2 separate regions of the Ctenopharyngodon idella genome follow, and region 1 is linked to region 2. Evidence: chromatin contacts called from public Hi-C data. All regions are on one chromosome and are shown on one strand. Each heading gives the region's core, a stretch centred on a gene start, on an enhancer-like site or on the middle of the called end of the contact. The rest is flanking DNA. Distances are from core to core; before and after follow the strand shown. Region 1 holds the start of tsr2 (TSR2 ribosome maturation factor). Region 2 holds the start of usp11 (ubiquitin specific peptidase 11).

Region 1 (5,827 bases), core at 689-3,188, 140 kb after region 2:
CAATATAATCAATGTCTCAAACTTGAATTTTGTTTTACTTTTTTTTTTAACTCGTATTTAAATGTAATAATATTCATATTAGTGCTGTCAAATCGATTAATCGCAATTAATCGCATCTCACAAAGTTAAAAGTTTGTAAATGTATATTATGTGTGTGTGTGCATATGTATACATGTGTATATATATATAGACACACACACACATATATATATATATATATATATATATATATATATATACAAACTTTTACATTAGATGCGATTAATCACGATTAATCGATTTGACAGCACTAATTTATACATTGTTTATGTGTCCATTACATATTAAAAATAATTCCATATATATACATATATAAACCCAAATCCACACACAATCAGATCAGCCACAACAGTATCTTGAAAAGGTTTATAATATTGACTAGTACATTAATGACAATTAGTGACTTAACAGGTCACTCACTCTAACAAGTCCTTTGTCAGCGTGTGGATTTCTTTTAAAATAACCAGAAAACCCAATAAACAAACTATAAAATCTCAACTTATATCACCGATAGTTGGACACATTCATATTTCACAACTAAAGATGGCTTAATATTGACTAGGTATATGTTTTTATGTGTTCAGGCACCTCTACAAAATGTATGTGCAAATCCAAGAGGTATAAACAAACCTGGTTTTGGAGCAACTTTGAAATGTGCCTTTCAGATTCAGTAAAAAAATAATAATAATACAGGTATGAAAAATGAATCATTTTGTTATGAACAGTTTCTTTTGCATTGTGAACAGTTGATAAATCAAATAACCAAGAGAAATGGCACCAAACTGATACCAATATGACCCATCAATATGACTATAAACATAAGTTTGAGGAAGGGTTTATATTTTTAATTGTTATCCTTGAAGGAAATCATACATTTATGATTACATACACGGCTCATAGTGACCACAGTTGAGCTCCAGGATGAAGCTGAAAAGTGACACGAACTCACGATTTTATTTTGTATTATTATTTAAAATCCATATAATGCCCCTCCATTGTGCATTGACAATATTTTCGTGATGTTCTTAGCAGCCATATATTTAAAATGAGAATTTCAAATTTGATCTGTGTTCTTTCTTTGACATAAATCAATGTGGTTCTTTCTCATTTCAAGATTTCTAAGAAGTAAATATGCGCCTCTTGTATTATACAGCAGCTTGGTTTGTTGACTGCTTTTCAGCTTTTGCTATTGGTCAATGCCAAAGTTATCCGAAGCCTTGCATGGGTTGGTGTTTAATTTTTCCAAGGAATGTTATAATGCTGACACCCTGCTTTGTGTTTCTTACTGAGCCAGTTTCACTGCAGAGAATTACTGTTATAATAAAACCCACATACTTATATCCCCAGTATTCCCAGACTCATCTTTAAAAATGTTATTATTCAGTTCATTTATTGTATCAAAGATATACAATTAAATAAAAGTATGTACATTTCTGAATAATCATTTGTATCATGTCCTATTTTTTATGCCTTCTATGGGTCTATAAAAGCTATTTGTAAGCGTTGTGGTGCTCTTGTGAACGTGCGTCGGAGACTGATACTGAAGAGAGGAAATTGTTGAATAAAGTCGTTATTTTGTTTTTTGGCCCACAAAAAGTATTCCCGTCGCTTCATAACATTAAGGTTGAACCACTGTAGTCACATGAACTGTTTTAAATATGTCTTTAGTACCTTTCTTGGCATTGAAAGTGTAAATTAACTTGCTGTCAAAGGAGGCCTCACTGAGCCATCGGATTTTACCAAAAATATCTTAATTTGTGTTTCGAAGATGAACGAAGGTCTTACGGGTGTGGAACGACATGAGGGTGAGTAATAAATGACAGAATTTTCATTTTTGGGTGAACTAACCCTTGAACATCATCAAGTTTCTAGTGATGCGGTTTCTGTGATAGATTATTTTGCCTGGTGAATCTTCACTGTCAGCCTCTGAAGGCTGTGATCGACTCTTCAGGTCTGCTTTCAAGATGGCGCCGCTCGCATCTTCCACACGTGAATTGTTCAGTGAGGCAGTTCGGGCTGTTTTGGAAACGTGGCCGGTGCTGCAAGTTAGTAAATTCATAACATTACATTCCGAAAAATATATTATTCGTAGAATATTATTAGGCAATCTTCAGTTTGAGCCGAATTTTATTTAGTAATCATAAATATGACTGCTAACAGATTAGCATGTTAGCACTGCAAAGTATAAACAAGAAGTTAATATATTACAATAAACATATATGTACCCTTTAAGTCTTCTTGTATGGATATTTTGTCTAGCTGCACAGGAATTGCGATTATGCGCAGCTCGATTTGATCTTCCTCCCGGGAGTGGCTGCACCTACTTCTGATTTATAGATGTAATGGATTGAGAAATTAACGAGCTCAGTGTTTTCTCACAGATCGCGGTCGATAATGGTTTTGGTGGAGCTTATAGTCAGCAGAAAGCGGAGTGGATGGTGGACGCGCTGCAGCAGTATTTCATCGACAACGGTCAGAGCTGTCAAATGATTCCCTCTAACACTTTATAGGATGTTTTCTGATGTCAACTTACAGCAAACCCCGTTTGTGCTCCCCACAGATGAGCTGCAGCAGGATGAAGTGGAGGATTTCATCTCAGAGCTGATGAACAATGAATTCGACACTGTGGTGGATGATGGCAGCTTGCCTCAGGTTTGCTTTGTCTATGAATATATTAGAATTACATATGCTTACAGATGGTAAATATGTATGTTTGTGAAACTCTTCTGGTCTTGGCTCTTGCTCAGGTGGCACAGAAGGTGTGTGTGATGTTCCAGCAGTGTCAGCAGGGCAAACTGACGGAGGTCAGAGAGCAGATCAACCAGCTCGTTGAGAAGAAGAGCGCTGGGAGGGCAAAGGCCACACCTGCCAAAACACCTGATGATGATGATGATGAGTGTGAAGATGAAGAGGTACAGTACATATATATACATACACACACACACACATATAAAAATAAGGATTATAGGCCTTTTTTATTATTATTTGACCTAATAAAAATATATATATTTATGTGTGTAATTAGCCTATAAGAATTATACACTTGCATTTAAAACCCAAGCAAATTTTTTTCATAAAAATGGTTGACTTTACTTAAGATACACATAAATTGTAAGAATATGACTAATACTGATGAATAAACATATAACAGTCCCAAACTAGTTTAAGGTTACCATGTTAAGGAAACAAAAGTTACCATGGTAAAATACACAATACTAGCATGAACTGTTAATGAAAGATATGGAAACTGCTGCTGATGAATACGATTTAACATCATACCTGCATACAAATCCTTCCCAGCTAACACACAAAGTACCAGTTAAGTGATTTATTGGTACTTTTTGGTAATTTCATGGCTTAATAATTGACAACATAACTGTGACGTTGCATGCTCGTAATTGCGATATACATGGCTTGTCACCGCAATTGAAGAGTGCGCGCTACGAGCACAGTATAACAGCTGACAGGACAGGAAAATTTGATTTTCTGAGGCGAGAGACTTTTTTTTTAGTAGTCACAAGTTACGAAAAATAACATTAAAATGATGACACTGATATGTAGCCTGACATCTCATCTGACCGCAAATACTGAATCAGGACAACGCGTTTTTCTCAGGCACTCTTAAAGGGGTGGTTGATTATGATTTCACTTTTTTAACTTTAGTTAGTGTGTAATGTTGCTGTTTGAGCATAAACAACATCTGCAAAGTTACGACGCTCAAAGTTCAATGCAAAGCGAGATATTTTCTTTTACAGAAATCACTTTTTAAGGACTACAACAAACGACTGGTAGGGACTACAACGAGCTTCTTCCTGGGTTAGTGACGTCACTAACCCTAAAATTTACATAAACCCTGCCCCCAAGAGCACACAACAAAGGGGGTGAGGGCATGTTGAGCTGCTTTAGAGAAGAGGAAGAGTTGTTGTGGTAGAGTGTTGTTACCATGCCGTCATTTTACGCCGGACTGCTTCACAAACGAGGGTCAATTCAATTGGATTTGCAGCTTAACATGACGGCACATGCTAGTCGATGAGTTGAATCAACTCCACAGCAACTACATAAATTTATCCACTAACCATTCAGAAACGTCCAGTTTCTTTCTAAAAGTTGTAACTTCTTCCTGAGTCTCTCCATCAGTGTCCAACTCCGGTTTGAACAATGTAAGGCTGAACACCGTTACTGACAATCCTCATTTTAGCTGTGTGAGATTCTCCAGCTTTGTTGTTGTTGAGCAACCGAAGCGTGAGCTGTTAAAGCTCCGCCCTCTTCTGGAAAGGGGTCTGGGAGAAGCAGCTCATTTTTATTTAAAGGGACACACACAAGCTATAATAAATGATCTGTGGGGTATTTTGAGCTGAAACTTCACAGACACATTCTGGAAACACCAGAGACTTATATTACATCTTGTAAAAGGGGCATTATAGGTCCTCTTTAAACTGTGTCTGACAGAAATGTCAACCTCTTTCAAAATAAAAGTCTTGCATCAGTTTTTTTGAGAGCTTGCATCAGAAAAACAAATGTTTGTTGTTGTTGTTTCTTTGACGGCACACTCCACAACCCAATTCAGAAACACTGTAGTACAGCACGTATCGCATGCAATTGCCCCCATTAAGAATGAATAACCTCACTGGTTGTTTTTCTCTCAGGCTATGGAGTGTGATGGAGGTGCAGAAGGACCTTCAGTGAACGGCGCAGCAGTGAAGGAGCAGCTTCCACCGGCCACGAGTCACGAGGAACAGGATGACGGATGGACGGTTGTACGCAGAAAGAAGTAGCAGGACTTAAAAGTATTAGGACTGATGAATTTCTTAATTTAAAACACATTTTAAGGACTTCTTCTACTGTGGATACTTATGTATTTGCAACCGCAACAAACTTACAAAACCTATATGTTACATCTGACTAATGTTTAAACACCTGTGCAGATCAAAACAGATGGATTACTTCACTGGACCTCTTGGGGTTTCTTTCATAAATGATTAGTTATAAGACATTATGACTATAGTCCAGTGATTTTCATTTGCATATGTTTTGTAACTGGTATGCTTTTGTGCATATACAAATATGTATATAAATTTCTATGGTCTAGTTATTTGCTACAACTCTGAATTTTCTCTTTGACTTGCTGTGTATATCCTTATTTATAATTTGCAGGTTAATGCATGAAATGGTCCTTTATCGCCCCCTTCTGTCACTGCAGTATTACTGCAACAGTAAAATGAAGTGCTGGATTTTACATATATGTAGTATTTGATTTCTTAAAACGGCTTAAAATGCACATTCTGATAAACTTTTTTAATCAATGTAAGATATAATACATCAAAATCATGAAAAAAAATTCTAATTGTTTTTCATGTTTGATTATTATTTACAATGTTTAAACATGCTACATTGTTACAGTATGATCATATTAGAATTATTTAAAAAAAAAAAAAAAAAAAAAACTCCATCTTCACATCCATGTTTCTAAGTGATACTTTATTCATCCATACACAGGGTTTAAGATCTCAAGTCTTTATTGAATTTAGTCAAGTATTCATAGTGTTTTGTATGTTCACAAACAAGCATTCCTCACACATATTCGCAGACAAATATAAAAAGGTGAGGGGCTTTTTTTTTTTTTCCTTTTTGTTTGTTTTTGCAGATGGCATGTCAAGGCACTATTTTAACATATAAATATGCGACCCTTCTACACAATTAAATGACCATACAATGAAACTCGAGACTACAGACGTATCTCCACCATGATCAGAGATCAAAGCTTCTTTAAATATATATATATATAAAA
Region 2 (5,768 bases), core at 1,460-3,959:
TTCCTCGCGATTCTGACTTTATATCACAATTCTGACTTCATATCACACAATTCTGACTTTATATCTCACAATTCTGACTTCATATCTCACAATTCTGACTTCATATCTCACAATTCTGACTTCATATCACACAATTCTGACTTCATATCACACAATTCTGACTATAACTCGCAATTCTGACTTTATATCTCGCAAATCTGACTTTATATCTCGCAAATCTGACTTTACATCTCGCATTTTTCAGACTTTTTTCTCACAATTCTGACTGTATATCTCGCAATTCTGAGAAAAAAGGTCAGAATTGTGAGATAAAAAGTTGCAATTACCTTTTTTATTTCATGGCGAAAACAAGCTTCCATACAGTAAAGACATTTATAATGTTACAAAACAAATCTATTTCAAATAAATGCTGTTATCTTGAACTTTCTATTCATGAAAAAAAAAATGAAAAAAAGTTTCCACAAAAACATTCAGCCGCAGTTTTCAACATTGCAAATAATTAGAAATGTTTCTTGAGCAGCAAATCAGCATATTAGAATGATTTCTGAAGGATCATGTGACACTGAAGACTGGAGTAATGATGCTGAAAATTCAGCTTTGCATCACAGGATTAAATTACACTTGAAACTTTTGAAAGCACATGCAAAGAAGTTTCTTATTTTTTTAAGTTTGATGAATTTGTATAGCGAACAAGACATATATACCAGTAGAGGATCTAAACGTCACAAATTGAGCTCAATACAAAGAGTAAAGTGGACAATTCATTATTATTATTAATCCTGAATGCATTATTATTTGTTATTTCGGATACATTACTTATTAAAAACAGTAGCCCTCACTGCAGTAATTTTACATACCAAAAGCCTAGTGAGACTGCATCTTAATCATACATTTTTAAATGTCTAAATACTTTTCAAAACTAGTCTATACATTAACAGCCTTTACTCACGTATCTTGTCTGCTCGACTGAACCGTGCAGTTACAGTGCTCTCCAAGTTACTGGAGAGACAGAGGTAGATCTCCACAGGGTAGACCTCCACTTTAACAGTGCTGGGAAGATCAACAACCTGCAAAGAGAAAGATGAAGACTTATTGACAAACACTGCCTATTCTGAACATCTCATTTGACTGACTCCAATACAAAGAAAAGTCTGGTTAACACTACCTTTCTTTCCAAAGGAGGCTGATCGTCCATCAAGTCATACCATGACAAGAGTTTATGCCAGGCTTCTGATGGGACCAGGATGAAGTCCTCATTCTCAGACAGCCTCTCTTTCAGGTGGTATGAATCCAAATCTACAGAAAGCATACAAACATATTCTTCATTCCCACGGTTATTAAGGGAACAGATTTACATAGAATGAGACATTAAACTTTTTTATGAGGCTGCTATGAGATCTTGTTCTTAAAGTCAGCATGAAACAGAAGTTGCGATAGTCTTTTCTGATGTATATCCAATTGAAACGGGTTCTCGAATGAGAAAAAAAATGTAGGACGGGACTTGATTTTGTCTATCAGGAATTGATTGGTTCACTGAATGGTTGTGGTTTGCTATTGGTGGATCTCATGTGAGTGACAGGTTGCCCCGCCCTCACACCAGTAAACAATTCATCAGAGAAGAGATGTCATTGCAAGAGGAAGGGAAAGCTATTTTGATTAAAGATTATGAGGGATTTTACTCTATAAAAAATGAAGAATTGCCAATTTTGATTTCATGGTGACTTTAACATAACAGAATACCAAAACGTACCTTCAAAGAGCTCGGTGTTATCAATCTTTCCAGGATAAGAGGACGAATTTTGGTCACCGGTGTGCACATACTCTTTCCACTGATCAAACCATCTCTTGTCCAACAAATACCTGGAAAACAGATACTTGCATCTGTCACATTCAGCACTGCTTGGTTACATCAGTCCAACATCATTTAATGAGCTTTAGGACAAATCTGTTTAATGTAAACTGCACAGGGCGCCAGTGTCAGACACGGATTAAGACACCAAACGCTTGTCATCTGCCTCTTAGGACGAGAATGAATTATGGCAGATCTGCCTTTCCTGTCCAAGGAACTGGAACAAACCGAAAGTAACTTTCCCATAACAGACTGACACACCTTCCAGAGATGGAAGTGAAACTTAAAGCAAGTGTAGTAATACTTTTGAAAATGAAATGAAACAATTTAAAGCAGGCAGAGTTGGGAATGTCGTAAGACAACCAACATGTCAAAACTTAATGCTGCTTAGGAAGCTGTTAACCAGATAAACAGATCTATCAGGCCTGAAACCCCACCTGTATGTTAGTTTCGCTCTCTTATGTGATCTTTAAATCATTTTTAACTCTCTCAATCACACTGGTATATGTACTATTGAATCTGAAAACCCTCAAGCCCCACAACTCAAACATATCAATTTTATAGAGATCTGTTAGTGCTTTATCTGTGTTGTTGTGGTTGTTTATTGAATGTTTGTTTGTTTGTTATTTAGGATGAAGTTTCTCTTACCAGCTGTCTCCGGCCCGCAGCTGTTGCTGGTTCAGGTTGTCGATCTCCCGCCACTGGGTCTCTAGTCCCGGAGGCTCCGTAGCCGAACCGGTGCTGCAGTTCGCAGCCATAATCACTCATAAAATCCGAAAAGAGCGTTAGAGCCGCATAGACAGACCGGAATGTTTTGACGCAGGAAGTAGGAAGCGGTTAGAATGACAACTTCCGCCTTGCGAAAGGGGGCGGATTTCGAGGGCGTGTGTGATGTAAGAGAGAGTTTAGTTTGAACATATTTTGTTAGATAAAATCTGATAATTAATTAACTAACTAACTAACTAAATAAATAAAAGACAAATGCGATAAATATCTTGCCATTTTCATAAAATTTACCCTGAGCTTATGTTTTCATATTAATTTTGTCCTTTATTTAATTCTGCAAATTGTAATGTACACTATTTATTTACACATTTCTGTGTATTGATTACAAAAATATTAATTTCCACATTTAATCATTTTATTAATAATCCTTTATCACTTATTAAATATTGCTGAAACATTTAACTATTATTAATGTTCCCATAAATCATCTAAAACTGATTATTTCTATTATATCAAGTGTTGTGTGTAATTAATTACTAAGTAATCTAATTACTGTAATTTAATTACTTTTCCCTTGAAAAAGTAAAGTAAGGGATTAGCTACTCTTAATTTTTCTGTAATTTAATTACAGTTACTTCTGGTGTATACATCAATTCTATATAAATAATAGTGGATTTAAAATCAAAACTTAATTTTAAAATGTATGTTTTTAATGTAACCATCTCCCTTTACACACTTTGGTCAGTTCAAGAATAATTAATGCAATTGTATAATGTTTATTTGAAAGAATTAAAAGTACAGTTTCATGTCTATCCTTGAATTGTTCAACTGACTGAGGTTGATATGGGATTTGTAAAGTAATCAGTAACAAGTAATCCAATACTTTTTAGAAAGAGTAATTGGTACAGCAATCTAATTGCACTGTTGAAGATGTCATTAGTAGCTAGTAATTAATGCCGCCTTCACGTGCTCTTGGAATAATCACGACTTCACAAGTGGGAATTATCAAATTACCGATAGCACGTGAGGGAGCATAACTTTTGGCGCTCTATAGCGTTAATAAACAACAGAACTGCGTGCGTCTTGCGGAAGAACACTGTAGCCGGAGCTACTTCTCTCTGTTTATGTCTATGAGGAGTCACGCAGGTACGACCCGAACCAGTCTAAAATAGTCTGAATATAAACGCTTATTATAGGTGTACCGTAGTGATTTAGGATAATACAAAAACACAGTTTGGAAAATTAATTCATGATGTACGGACAGCAGCTTTAATTACTTTTTTAGAGTAACTTACCCAACACTGTAACCTATTTATCACGATCTAATTATAATATTCCAACAGAGAATCCTTCACAAATGGACAGTATTAACAGTCTAATAATATGCCTTCATTCCTGTCAGAGAACCGTAAGCAACCTAACATTTTGGCTGTAGGACAACGCATATGGCACACGGTGGCAGTGTTTGTCACAGAACGAATTTACCCAAATTACACAGATATGGATTGTTTTATTGATCAGTTAAGAATCTGATTAAAATGGTTAAACTGTTCAAATTTACCTTGAACACTTTAGATATTTTTTAAGAAATGTCATTTAATAAAAACGATGCAAACTAAAATGACCTAAAGCTGATGTTCTCAAGGCTGCAAGTGCTTGGAAATTAGTTATTTTCTTTCTGATGATGATGATTATAAAGTGATACAGTAGGTCCTGAGGTCGTGTTGACAGTAAAGCTGATGTGTAGACTGGACATGTGGCTTTGAGAACACACATTCCCCGAGTCTCTTATTTAACACAATGAAAATACGTCATTTCTGTTCTTTTTTTCCATTCCCCTGGCACAAAAAGAACATGAACTTCTCATTGCCCCTGAATCTTTAGGCCAGTAAATGTGTCATTGTCATAATTCCATATTTCTGACTGACGGCTGATTGATTTGTGAGCAGCTGATAATTTGGTGGTGAATGTTCACTCTGTAGTGCCTTTCAGTCTCTCTGTAGCAGTCTGTGTTTAGTCCTCTATTGCCCTATCATCAGATGTCATCATTTCTTCACCTCCAGCGCACATGTCTGTCATCTAGATTTAGTGTTAAGGCACTCAGACTGAGTAAACTGTGCTGGCAATAGCCTAATGGTTCCTCGTCAACATAGAGAAAGAGAGATCATATGTAGTAAAAGAGAACAAGATCCACCATCTTTACAGGACCATTAGGTGTTTTTCACCTACATACTGTCACACATGATTTGAGCACTTATGTAAATAGGGCAGAATGATTCTCTTTAACACACATTAATATTTATGCCCAAGTAAAGTGGCTTGTGCATTGCATGTGACAATGCAATAGTAGTGCATGCAAAATGCATGAGAACTTGGACTCTTATGTGTGAGCATGCATTATTATAAGTGAATTTTTCTCTATTCTTATGAGAGAGAACAATCTACTGTAAAATGTGTATTTAAGATCTAACTTGATCCCAGCTAACAGGGAATGTTCTCAAAACTTTGGCTATTGTTCTGGCAAGTTTCTCTCAAAGTTATGAGCAAACGTTCTTCTAGTAACGTCAATAGAATGTTTGTTCAATGTTGTCTTGGTTTTTTTTCAAAACGGTAGCACAAAAATGTTGCTATACATCGTTCATGGAAGTTTTTTTTTAACATTTTAGTTTGTCTAGCATTTTTTAAATGTTCAGAAACATTCAAGTAACATTCCCATAATGTTTGCAAAATGATAAAATGGAATGTTTCCTTAAAGGCACAATATGTAAGAATTTTGCAGTAAAACATCCAAAAGCCACTAGGCCAGTGTTATATATTTTGTTCACTTGAGTACTTACAATATCCCAAATGTTTGCAACTATTTGTAAATCGTGAGAAAATTGCACTTTTAACCAAGGCTCCGGGACGTGTGAGGAGTTGCCTGTCAATTGCGTCATACCCGCGTTACCCTCGGTTTCCGGTTTTATTTTGTAGAAACCATGAAAACACCAAAGATGCTTTAATATGTTGCGTTTTTAAAGACAAGGGAACAACTGTTTTGATATATTTATAGACAGAAAACTAATTATTGTTATATAGCTCAACACAATTAGTCTTATTGTTTAAATCTAATTTTCTTGATTTTTTTGCAAGTACCATGCTTTACTATGCCTCAGAGAAAAACACTATTTTGTGAAGTAGCTAACATAGCATA

Evidence for each region. Hi-C and Micro-C count contacts between places; a contact is called where the count stands out from the background.
Region 1: a Hi-C map of muscle shows a contact between it and region 2, with 2.5 times the contacts expected there. The contact joins the promoter of tsr2 here to the promoter of usp11 in region 2. A contact is called at or near these places in 2 of 2 Hi-C or Micro-C datasets (both in muscle).

Annotation. Positions count from the first base shown.
Region 1 is chr8:29,764,883-29,770,709 of HZGC01, forward strand. tsr2 (TSR2 ribosome maturation factor) reads left to right here and starts at 1,939. Exons shown (of 5, transcript XM_051902539.1): 1 at 1,939-2,084; 2 at 2,421-2,511; 3 at 2,600-2,691; 4 at 2,787-2,951; 5 at 4,686-5,275. The coding sequence starts at 2,004. The coding sequence ends at 4,814. It overlaps cdk16 (cyclin-dependent kinase 16), which reads left to right. Exons shown (of 17, transcript XM_051902538.1): 17 at 1-1,388. It overlaps srpk3 (SRSF protein kinase 3), which reads right to left. Exons shown (of 16, transcript XM_051902536.1): 16 at 5,499-5,827.
Region 2 is chr8:29,623,877-29,629,644 of HZGC01, forward strand. It overlaps usp11 (ubiquitin specific peptidase 11), which reads right to left and starts at 2,710. Exons shown (of 21, transcript XM_051902731.1): 1 at 2,498-2,710; 2 at 1,751-1,860; 3 at 1,166-1,296; 4 at 950-1,067. The coding sequence starts at 2,607.